Linked DNA regions of Mus musculus: regions 1 and 2 are each linked to region 3. Evidence: chromatin contacts called from public HiCAR-type and HiChIP or PLAC-seq data. All regions are on one chromosome and are shown on one strand. Each heading gives the region's core, a stretch centred on a gene start, on an enhancer-like site or on the middle of the called end of the contact. The rest is flanking DNA. Distances are from core to core; before and after follow the strand shown.

Region 1 (3,615 bases), core at 998-3,497, 160 kb before region 3:
AATTAGCTGCGCTATCTTGCCGGCTGCAGTGTGGAGCTGCCGTGCCAGCCGGCCCAGGCTGCGTTCATTATCATGAGGATTTTGACAGGATATTAAATTTACTAATCCTGAACTTGCCGAACTGACCCCTCACTGGGAACAGACAATGCTGGTGTCTGCCTGTGCGATGCTTTCTGTTTTCTCTCTCCCTTCTGCCTCGTTTCTCCAAGGATACCACACGTGCTCCTGTCCTTGCAACTCAAGCCTCCCTCAGGTGCACAGGGCCACACACGCTACCAGTATCAGCTGCCAGCCCATTTCCCTGCTGTGCAGATTCCTTCCTGATTCCTTGCTTGCCACAGGTGACCAAACACGGAGCTGCCACATCCTACCCTACTTGTGCACATAGATGTGCACATAGATGACAGAGCATCCATGAATCAGACACCTGGGCACCACTGTTAAACTATGGCTTTCTGGGCAGGCTTGATGCTCTAGCCTTCACTATTGTAGCTTTGACACAGATAAACTAGCATGCTTGCCACAGGTTAGCTCCCACCCCCACATATGTATACCCCATAATCATGCCTATACACAAAGTCATGTGCCCTCCTGTACTCATATTCATATTCCACATGCACACTCATGCAAATGCCTATGTATATGCTCACATACACAATACAAGCACATCACACATATCACACACACACGGACACATGCATGCTCAAACACTATATACAACACAAACACCACACATACATATCCATATACACACTAACATACATTCATACACAAACACATCACACACATATTCACATTCTCCCATATAAAAATGTAAATATATCACACACATCATAATATATATATATTCATTCCTACATGAACATACACATGTATCTATACAACATGTATCATAGCTACATATGTATACCCACATACACACACTTTCACATTCACATATAATACATGTCACATACATCAACCCAACATGTATATTCCCTCAATTTTCACATACATGTACATAAAATATATACATACATCACAATCAGACACATACCCACACACTGTCATATATACATATGCAACATATACCACACACTTCACACCACATATGTATATAGTTATACCCACTTATAACACATGCTTATGTATGTGTACACATATCATGGTTACATGTATCTAACACATACATACTCATCTATACTTTGTGTGCAGAGACTCCTCATATACATGCATACACATGACTCACACACATGTACACACAGAGGCACAGAAACACACATCAAACTTATGTACTGACTTCCAAAACTCATATACACATGTTTACACACATGTCCAAATGCACAGATGTGCATACATCACATATGAGCACACATACTTACCCTTTAACACACACACACACACACACATCCATGCACACTCATTAATGTGGGCATACACACTCACAGTTACACATGTATACATACATATCCAAAGCTGCACACATGAACACATTATACCTCCCATGTGTTCACATGCTGGAATAGACTCACCCACATTCATGGGCACATATATTTATTTGTACATGTGCATAAAACATGAGTTTCCCCTATACATGTGCTCACACAGTCCTGCCATCGGCTTGGTACCAGGGGTGTTCTCTGGGACACCTGTCCCTCCAGCCTGAGGCCTCCCCTCCGCACTCATCCATCGGTGCACATCCTCGGCTGCCGCATCTTCCTGCATTCTCATGCCCGCGACAGTCAGATGCACACACAGATCGGAAAAGCAATTGCCACTCTTTGTTTATTTTCCTATAAATAAAGCCTCAGTATATCAGACCCTCGGAGTATTTTTAGAAAGTTCTGGTTACTACAGCAGAATTCAGTATCTGGCCCATTCATAAGCTCTCTGCGCTTCAGAAAAACAAGACCCGCTGCCGCCGGTTTCCACCAGCCTTCTGCCAGTTTTGCTTTCTAAATTATTCAACATTAAGATCCAGTCAACTCTCCTACCTCCTCAAAAAACTCCTGCAAACAGTGCCAATTAAGTTGCTGAAAACAGCCGATTTCCACTGATACCGTACAGATAAAGCTGACCATTAAATTGCAATTTGCCATCCCAGCCAGCGGTGGCTGCTGACAGCCTGCCGGGCTTGTAATCTCATTTAACCCTTCCTGTCAGGAGCGCCCCACCCCTTCACATAATGCCACCAAATTAGACTCGACAGGGCGGTTGGAAAGCGAAGCCTCTTTAGCTAAAAGTCAGGCCGCAGTGGGCAGCCCTGACCTTCAGTGGCCCCATTGGCCTCCGTTCTCCAGGGACTCTGGAGACATTTGCTTCCAGAGACAGGCCTGGTGACAGAGGGGTGGGGCGGGGCCCTGGCCACCAGGAGCTTGGCTTTCCCTGGGGGCAAATTACAGAGAGTTTTTTTCTAAACAATGGAGGGAAATTTCACCTGGGCCTTTCAAGTCTTTCTTTGGTAATAAAAGACGAATCAGGTGCTTCTGTTCAAACCCGCACTGGCTCAATATTTTCCTCTGCCTGTGGTGCCCTCTGACTTGGAGCCAGGGGGAGGCTCTGCTGGAACACAGAGCCCCCACCCCCCTCCGGCCTCACCGCCTGCATTTTAGATGAGGCCATCTTAGCTGGTGGCTGGCGTCTTCAAAGCCACCCCAACTGGCATTTACTGCAGTCCAATTTTCAGAAGGGAAGCAGCTGCCTGGGGCCCCTCACTCCATCGTCCCCTGCCGCCCACCCATCCCACCCGTTTTGTTCGGTGCCCAGTATCATCCTGACAACACCGATTTCTTAGGATAGTCATGCCTGCTTCCCGAAATCAAAGCCCAGCCCACAGTGTTTAATATCCAACAACAACCACAAGTCTGGAATTTAGCCCAAGTGACTTTATATCATCCTATTAGAAAATAATTCTCCCCCCCTTTCTCTTTCCGTTTCTCTCTCTGTCTCTTTCCTTTCTTTCATCTTTAAAACAATCAGTTATTAATCTAAAAGAGCTTCCGTGAGCACACAGGTTTTTCCCTCCCACAAGAACAAATTAAATGTTTCAAGGTCACATCACAGGCCAGAGCAGCGTCTTCAAGAGCAAATGTATTTTTTTGTTTTATAGGAAGGTCCCCAAACAACGTACTTGAAAATTCTGTCAGACTTCTCACCCCACTTCCCTGTTTGTATCTAGAAATTAGGTTGTAATTGCACAAATGAAAAACTATATATACAAGTATAGCTTAGGGAGAAATGGGAGAGAGAGAGAGAGAGAGAGAGAGAGAGAGAGACTTTGAATTGATTTGCTTCTCTTTGGGAAACAATATGAAAAAGCAGAGAAAGTTCACAATGTTTGTGGGTTCTGGGGCGCGCTCTGCTTTCTCACTGCATCTCCTTGTGCATATCAGCTGTCTACCCCTGGCTGATGGCCCCTGCGCCCACACCCTCTCTGTGACTCACCCTTCAGACTCCCAGAGCCTCACAGCGGGGGGAAAGGACTCTCAGGACTTCTGGAAGCTGCCGCCCTTGGCTGGGTGGTGGTCGCTGTGGTCAGTCCCAGCTTCAGACCTCAGTTCATCCTCGATGCCGGCCGACTCGAGCTCCGAGCCACCCCACCCCACCCCACCCCTCAGCCTCTTCTTTCTCCTCCTT
Region 2 (3,607 bases), core at 718-3,217, 240 kb before region 3:
CTCTTGTCAGTTTCCCCATTGTCAGGCCCAATCTTACGTTCCTCCACACTCACAATATTTCCCCACTGGGAACGCGCCTGACATTGCAATTTCTCACAACTGCAGCTCTGCAGTGAATGCCTAATTCCCGAAACTGCAAAATCTAACAAAAGCTGATTTTTTCCACTGATTTGACTGGCTGACTATTCCAAGGCTTTGCGTGTGGTGACCTGCTGTTCTCCACAAACAGAGTCTTTAATGTACCCACAAGGCTGTTCTGAAGTGGCCGAGGGCAATTAAATCCTCACGAGAAATCCGCAGGGCATTCAGGAAGACTCTAAGGCCACCGTCTCTGACACAGGCAAATTTCCCCAGAAGGTCACTTAGCATTTGCTTCTGCAGCATTCTGCTCTTCCACTTTGAACTTCGAACTCACAGCCTACTTTCTACCTAAGTGTGTGAGTCCACAGGGTGCGCCCACTGTGCAGGGATGTGCGAGTTTGTTATTTAAAACAAAAACAAAGAAACGCTGAAAACTGGCTCTGTCCTGTCCCTGCTGGTGGAGTCTGTTCATGTGCAGGTGAGAATTTAGAAGATTTGGCAATTTTGTGTTTTTTATTTGTCCTACCCAAACATAGGCTCTTTGTCTGTGCGTGTATATTACTTCCTTGGGCTTTTATATTTTCCACATTTGTCAAACATTATCAGTTAACCGATATCATCTCAGTAGGAATTCCCAATGGGGCGCTAAGGAGGACAAACCTATTTCCCTGTCCTCAGGCCTCCCTCCACGTTCCTGGTCTCCATCAACGTGAATAAATAGTAAATTTTGCCCTTTAGTATTTCACTCAACCAAGTCTGGCGACTAAACTGTCTTAGTAATGCCTTCCGTTCAATACCATCTCATCTATAGCTTGCAAAGACACTGTCCTTTCAATACCATCTCATCTACAGCTTGCAAAGACACGGATGGCTGTACTGAGTCTAAAATAATGCAGGGGTTACGAGAGGACCACTGAGTCCAGCTTCCAAGAACTTGCCCTTATTTTTATTTATTTATGTATTGCTACTCAAATAAACGGGACCTCTTGGGTAGAGGCCCGTGCAGCTTTCTCTTTAGACTCGAATCCCAAGGAATAGTACCCAGGAGGCACCCTAGACTTAGCCAGTGCAGACGGTTCCCTGAGAACGAAACCTTTGAAGGTAGCTAGTCACTGTCCAGGCCTAGACGCAGCCTGTGTCCGCTGTTGCCCAGAACCCAGTTCTGCCTGGAGCTGCTTGCCACTCTGTCTTTTCCTTGTCTTTGCTTGCCTGGAAACCCTGCTTCCCCTCCCCCTCTCTGCGCCCACTTGTTGCGGTCCCGCCTGGGACCTGCTTGGTTTCCCGACTGATTGTAAAAGGGTTTGGCTTGAGGCTGACCCCAGGTCAGGACTTTCTCCGCCATAACCCTGCAGTCTTTAACACACACCGCTCTTTTCTTAATTCCCCAACGGCCTTCGGGCAAGCGTGGGCATGAGTACGGTGGACGCCAAGCCCTTACTTGCCACCCCCGCAAGGACAGACAAGCTGGAAGAAAGCACCGATCGCCCTGAACCTGTGCCTACGATGGGGCGGCTGGGGAAGAGAGGGGCTGAGGAGGCGGGAAGCGGACCGAATACCAAGACAAAGGGAGGGCTTGGCAGCGCGTGGTGGAAAAGCCAAGCAAGAGCAGAGGCTGCAGACCGGAGGCTAGGGGAAGGGCAGGGATGAGAAGACTTGGTGGACAGGAAAGTGGTGAGAGGGACATGAGAGCAGAGCAAGGTGCGGGTCTCAGCGGACAGCAGAACCACAGAAGCACGGGTGACTTGGAACTCAGGAGGCAGCGTGGAAGATCCACTGGAGGCCGGCCCGCTCCCCCAGAGGTCCTGGCCTCAATGCCTGGGACGGAGGATGCTGTCCGCCGCCGCACTGCCCCGCTGGTTCTGGGGGCGGGTGAAGCTGGGTCCTGCCAGGCACAGCTGGAGAGGAAGGGCCGGGCGGGAGGGGGGAAGAGGAGGGCTGAGAAGAGAAGGAGGGGTGGTGAGGCTTCCCAGCTTCGAGCTGGGGAGGCAGGCTTGAGCTGCGCTGCAGGAGCCTGGACCAGTCCACCCGCCACCCGCCACCCCGCACAGAGGGACTCTGGCATTCTCGCCCCGGGGGCCCGCGCTGCGCCTCTCTCTTCCTTATCCGTCCGCCCTCTCAATCCCGCCAAGTGCTGCGCCAAGGCCAAGTCTGCTCTCCTCCTGAACTTTCCCAGGACTCTAACCTACGGTTAGATTCCACCGCGGGGCTCCCGGACACCCGCTGCGGAAGCTGGGTTGGGGAGAGGGCGTGACCACAAGAGCTCAGGGGCCCCGAGCCAGCAGTGCTGAACCCGGGCTGGACAGAGCTTGCTTTCCTGCGTCCCCAGAACATGAGTGCTGGGGAGGGCTTCTGGAATAAACTGGAATTTTCCGGAGACAGAGCTCGGCAGTGCCCAGTCTTTGTCGGGGAAAATGAAATGCGTGAATATGAGTGTTATTCTTCTCCCACACGCATGATTTTAATAGACCTATCAGTCACATCCCGACACATCTGCAGATCAGGCGCGCTGCGCCCGCAACTCCTTTAAAAAAATTAATTCGTTTCATCTGCCTACTAGTGCGTTTGAGGGAGGGTGTCAAAGTCTCAGTGGCAACAATAAAAAGGGGCCAGTGAGTTTTTTTTTTTTAAGTGAGCAAAGAAAGGGGAATAGGAGAGAGGGAGGGAGAGGGGCAAGGGGGCGGAGGGGGGGCGACCACCAGGCAAACCATCCCGCTCAGTTTACCCGTGGGTTAGAAGCCACCCAGGCGCCCTACACGAAGTTATGCAAACTTTATCCACGCTTCGCAAAGATCCTGCCCCATTCTCCACACAGAGTTTTAAACAAGATCGCACTAATAGAAGGAAACACCGCCCGAACTTTGGAAGTGAGTTATCTGGTAATCATAGCCATAAAAAAAAAAAACAAAAACAACAACAACAAAAAACCCTCACTTGAATAAAAATGTGCATGGCTCGGTAAGGTACTGAAACTACCCTTGAGTTGGGCTCTAAGTAAGACCTAGGAGAAAATTCTCTCCATTTATTTAAAATGGAGAAAGTTTGTCTGTCTGGATCTGGCCTCGATCTTGAGAGAAGCCCCCCCCCCTCTGTATTGTTTTCAAATTAAGTCATTAGAGAATTTCTCCTTGTCTTTCACATCAGTAGAACCCAAAGGAAGGTGGCTTGAAAGCCTGGCACAAAGAGTTCTTGTTCACTGGGTAGAGCTCAAGTAGGGAGCACAAACCTCTGAAAGTCTTGGGGTGGGGGTGGGGGCTGAGCTGTCTGATACTAACAAGATGACTAACTTTATGTGGGGTGCTTCACTTAAAGTGGCCATAACTCCTATGCACTGAGCCCTGGTTTAGTTGCCCCCAGCCAAGGCACACCAGGAACTCCAGAAGCCCAGGCAAAACAGAGGTGAGTGTGGCCACCTTTGATTCTCCCTAAATAAAGAGCAGGGTGGTGTTGGGGGCCAGTCTGCAAAGGTCTTGGCGTTTTAAGGGGGAAGTGGGTTGGACTCTAAACACTCTCTAGAATTTCCCTGAGG
Region 3 (3,312 bases), core at 692-3,191:
CCTCAAGATGAATGTGACCTAACCTGGGCAGCAGAGAGCTTTGTGATTCTCCTTAGGCTCAAAGTTTTCTACAACCAAGGCAAATCCATGATTGCTAGAAAACTTACTGAAACGCGTGTTCGCTGGGAATTCTCTTCAAAGAAGGGCTGACACGTCGGGGAGACTTTGCCCAAGTGCTCGGATTTTCCGTCAGAGAGAGATTTATGTGACCTGGATGAAACTGTAGCAAAACTGTGGGAACACCCCAGCTTCCTGCACAGAGTGGGCCCCATCTTGACTTGTTCTAACCACCTTAGTGTAAGGATCATCCGACGACGTGCCACCCACAAGGCCTGCTAGCCAGGTTGGGTGGAGGCCTTCTGGTCTCATCAGCAGGGAGGTTTCTGCTCGGCTGTGAATGTTCTCTGTGCTTCTGTTATTTGGCCAGGTTAGAGGTTAGAAAGGGTCCCCACACACCCAGATTCAAGGCCGCTGTGGTTTGGTCTCAAGGGGTCCCTGTCAAACCCTTTGTGCTCACAGTCTCTTACATGGGTGATCTGCTTGCCATACCAATTCTATGTATTACAACTTAGTATCCTGATCAGGACTGGAGAACAGCGAGTGTATTGAAACGGTGAGTGTCCCATTCTTAACATTGATTCCTGCCAACAAGTATCAGCTGATAAATACTGCTTTTTTAATGTGTGTGTGCATGTGCACATGTGTGAGCAGCTTTGTGTTTGTGAGTATGTGGGACACACATGTACCTGTGCACAAAGGCCAGAGTTCAAGCTTGGTTGTCACTGTCAGGGAAAACTGAGACTTGGGGCTCTCTGCTTAGGCTCGACTGGCCAGCCAGCAAGCCTCGAACCCCCCATCCCCATTCCCGTCTCAGCTTCCCAAGCACTGGGATAACAGGCTCATACAATAACACTTCACTTTCTCTGTGGGAGTGGGGATTTGAACTCAGGTCTTTGTGCTTGCATAGCAGTTTCCCAACCCCTCGGCTGCTACTTTCTTAGTTTTACCTCCTAATGTCACAGAACCTTAGTGTCGGTCAGATAGAGGGAAGATAGCTGGGGACCCAGGGAGAACATTAATATTTCAAATGAAATTCATTGCATGCTCAGCCTGCCGCAAGGCCTGCATGACAGAAAAATCCTGGCTAGCAGGGCTACTTGACTGTTCATGTGAATTCTGTATTTGAGGCCTCTTTAGTCAGGGGCTTCTTCCAGAGAGTCCATTCCTTTTCCTTGGGTGGGAAACACTGTAACCCAAAGGTGAGACTGACATGAGCTTTGGCAATGAGGAAAAGATCCTCTGAGATAAAGGCCTTGTCGAGTGGTGGGAAGGGCCAACCCAAGGGGAAGAGAGAACCTGCAGGGATCGCAAGTAACTCAGGGGGAGTCTTTCTGGACTCCATATGCCAAATTCATTTTCTCTTGCTTTGTAAAATAATATCTGACCACACAGATATTCATTATTTTAGGTTCCAATTTTGTTTTATAAGCACAATGCACCCTCGTTCTCTGCAGTGGTGGATCTGGGCCACATTGCTTGGTGGGAACACACACTGTCGAATGACGAGATCTTCCAACCCCAGGTTCGTGGTAATATCTAAGGCTAGGGGTGCAGGGTGCCTATGATGTGAATCCTACTGGGCTCCCAGAGCAGCCTGCAGTCTGGGTGCCGGGCAGCAGCCCGGTGAGGCCTCCCTCACCTGATGGCAAGCCCACTACCCTGAGCACAGCCACCTCCCTGGCAAACGCGTCCCAACCCAGTCGGCCAGCTTTTGTTTCCCGTGCCCTGAGTTCTGCGTCTCTGAGCCCTGAGATTTCCCTGGGCGGAAGTGGCTGCACGCCTCCTTCCTTTGTCTCAAGCAGAGGGTTTAATAGCTAAAGTAACTAAAAAGGTCTAACAACAGAAAGGCTCTGGTTTCCAGAGAAACCGTAAAAACAGACCCAGTCTCCATGGCAAAGAGAGAAGCTATTTGCTTCAGCCTTTTCAGAGCGGAGCGAGCTGACAGCTTTCCTATAATCAGCCCCGGTGATTTGTAGCCACTAACTATATTATAATGTTAACTATGGGAGGTCTTCGAAAATACGCAGGCGGAAAAAGCGAAATAATGCGCTGGCTTTTCTCCACTGTCCCATGAATACATTATCAATTTACGATTTATAAAATAGTCTCTGCTAATGATTGCACCTGACGCGGGGAGGCGATGTCCATCTCGGAGGGTTGCCTTCTGCAGTTCTCTTGAGGTAGCTGCATCTCTTTAGAAGTCTGCATACAGTCTAAGTTTCTCCTCCTCTGTTGCATTCATTTCCAGGAATGGGAGTGGAGCATGCAATGTGGGTGCATTTGATTTCACCTGCTACATGCCAAGAGTTTATTATCTAAGGCCTGGAGCTACTGTTGCTTCGTGGTGTGTGTGTGTGAGTGTGTGTGTGTGTGTGTGAGAGAGAGAGAGAGAGAGAGAGAGAGAGAGAGAGAGAGAGATGCCATTACAGACACTGCCCTGTACTTCTAGTTGACACTCAGGCTGAGATGCGTGCAGGGTTTGCTCCTGCTGGGCTGGAGGCACCACAACTCTGAAACCTTCCTTTGCTGGAACATGCATGGATTTGAGTTTCAGTCTCCATCTTTTATTTAAAAGCCTGAATCTCCCTCACGAACACACTCTCTCTCACATCTCTCTCTCTCTCTCTCCTAATGATTACTGTACACAGGTCAGAGGTGGCTTCACTATTAAGTCTGACCAGATGAAGCAGCACAGTGTCACTAACTCTCTCTTGCTGGGACTGTGTCTGTCTGTCTGTCTGTCTATCTGTCTGCCTGCCTTCTCTCACACACATATCAGCCCACACATACATGTGACATGGGATTACATATTACATATCCATTATCATGTATGTCCCAAAAGATTTTTATCAACATGGAAAGGAGCACTGATGTAACAGGAGGGTCACCATTTTAGTTTGACCTCTGGAAAAATGCAAATATCTTCTCTTTGGGGGATATCACCAGAAAAAAATTAGATGAAGTATATATATATATATTTTTTAAATTAACTTTTATGCCACATGATAGGGTCTTCAAGAAAACTTGGAGTTTTCGACTGATCTTCATTAGCTTGGAGGATAGGGTCAGGAAGATAAATATCTGATGTCTAAGCTGTGTTACCTAACGGTTGCCTCATTTTAAAACAGTGTAATAAAAAGCTCGAACGCTTGGCCCCCAAACTTAAATGGCTTTGTGCAACTACACATTAATCAAGCTTGCCCAGTAGTGTGTTGAAGACAAATGTACTTACACTTTAACTTACATGTCAGG

Evidence for each region. HiCAR-type assays count read pairs that join an accessible place to other places. HiChIP or PLAC-seq counts read pairs in DNA pulled down with a chosen protein or histone mark.
Region 1: a HiCAR-type map of astrocytes shows a contact between it and region 3, with 2.7 times the contacts expected there. The contact joins two enhancer-like sites. A contact is called at or near these places in 2 of 484 Hi-C or Micro-C datasets (cortical neurons and nephron progenitors) and 5 of 115 datasets of contacts at active chromatin or transcription factors (astrocytes, embryonic basal ganglia, embryonic forebrain and 2 more).
Region 2: a contact with region 3 is called in an H3K4me3 HiChIP or PLAC-seq map of forebrain, with 4 times the contacts expected there. The contact joins two enhancer-like sites. A contact is called at or near these places in 1 of 39 promoter capture datasets (hippocampal neurons), 2 of 484 Hi-C or Micro-C datasets (both in cortical neurons) and 12 of 115 datasets of contacts at active chromatin or transcription factors (VIP interneurons, craniofacial prominence, embryonic basal ganglia and 8 more).

Annotation. Positions count from the first base shown.
Region 1 is chr8:12,323,738-12,327,352 of GRCm38.p6, reverse strand. No RefSeq gene overlaps it. Among named protein-coding and RNA genes, the nearest start is that of Gm33175, 6.1 kb to the right of the region's middle. Within about 2 kb of position 2,247, at least 17 of the 459 cell types and tissues checked have an H3K27ac peak or open chromatin away from gene starts, as enhancers often do. A contact at or near this core is called in astrocytes, where this site is marked.
Region 2 is chr8:12,399,676-12,403,282 of GRCm38.p6, reverse strand. All of the region lies in intron 1 of Sox1ot (Sox1 overlapping transcript), which reads right to left. Among named protein-coding and RNA genes, the nearest start is that of Sox1, 6.0 kb to the right of the region's middle. Within about 2 kb of position 1,967, at least 67 of the 459 cell types and tissues checked have an H3K27ac peak or open chromatin away from gene starts, as enhancers often do. A contact at or near this core is called in cortical neurons, forebrain, neural progenitor cells and 1 more, where this site is marked.
Region 3 is chr8:12,164,505-12,167,816 of GRCm38.p6, reverse strand. No RefSeq gene overlaps it. Among named protein-coding and RNA genes, the nearest start is that of Gm33029, 74 kb to the left of the region's middle. Within about 2 kb of position 1,941, at least 34 of the 459 cell types and tissues checked have an H3K27ac peak or open chromatin away from gene starts, as enhancers often do. A contact at or near this core is called in astrocytes, cortical neurons, forebrain and 2 more, where this site is marked.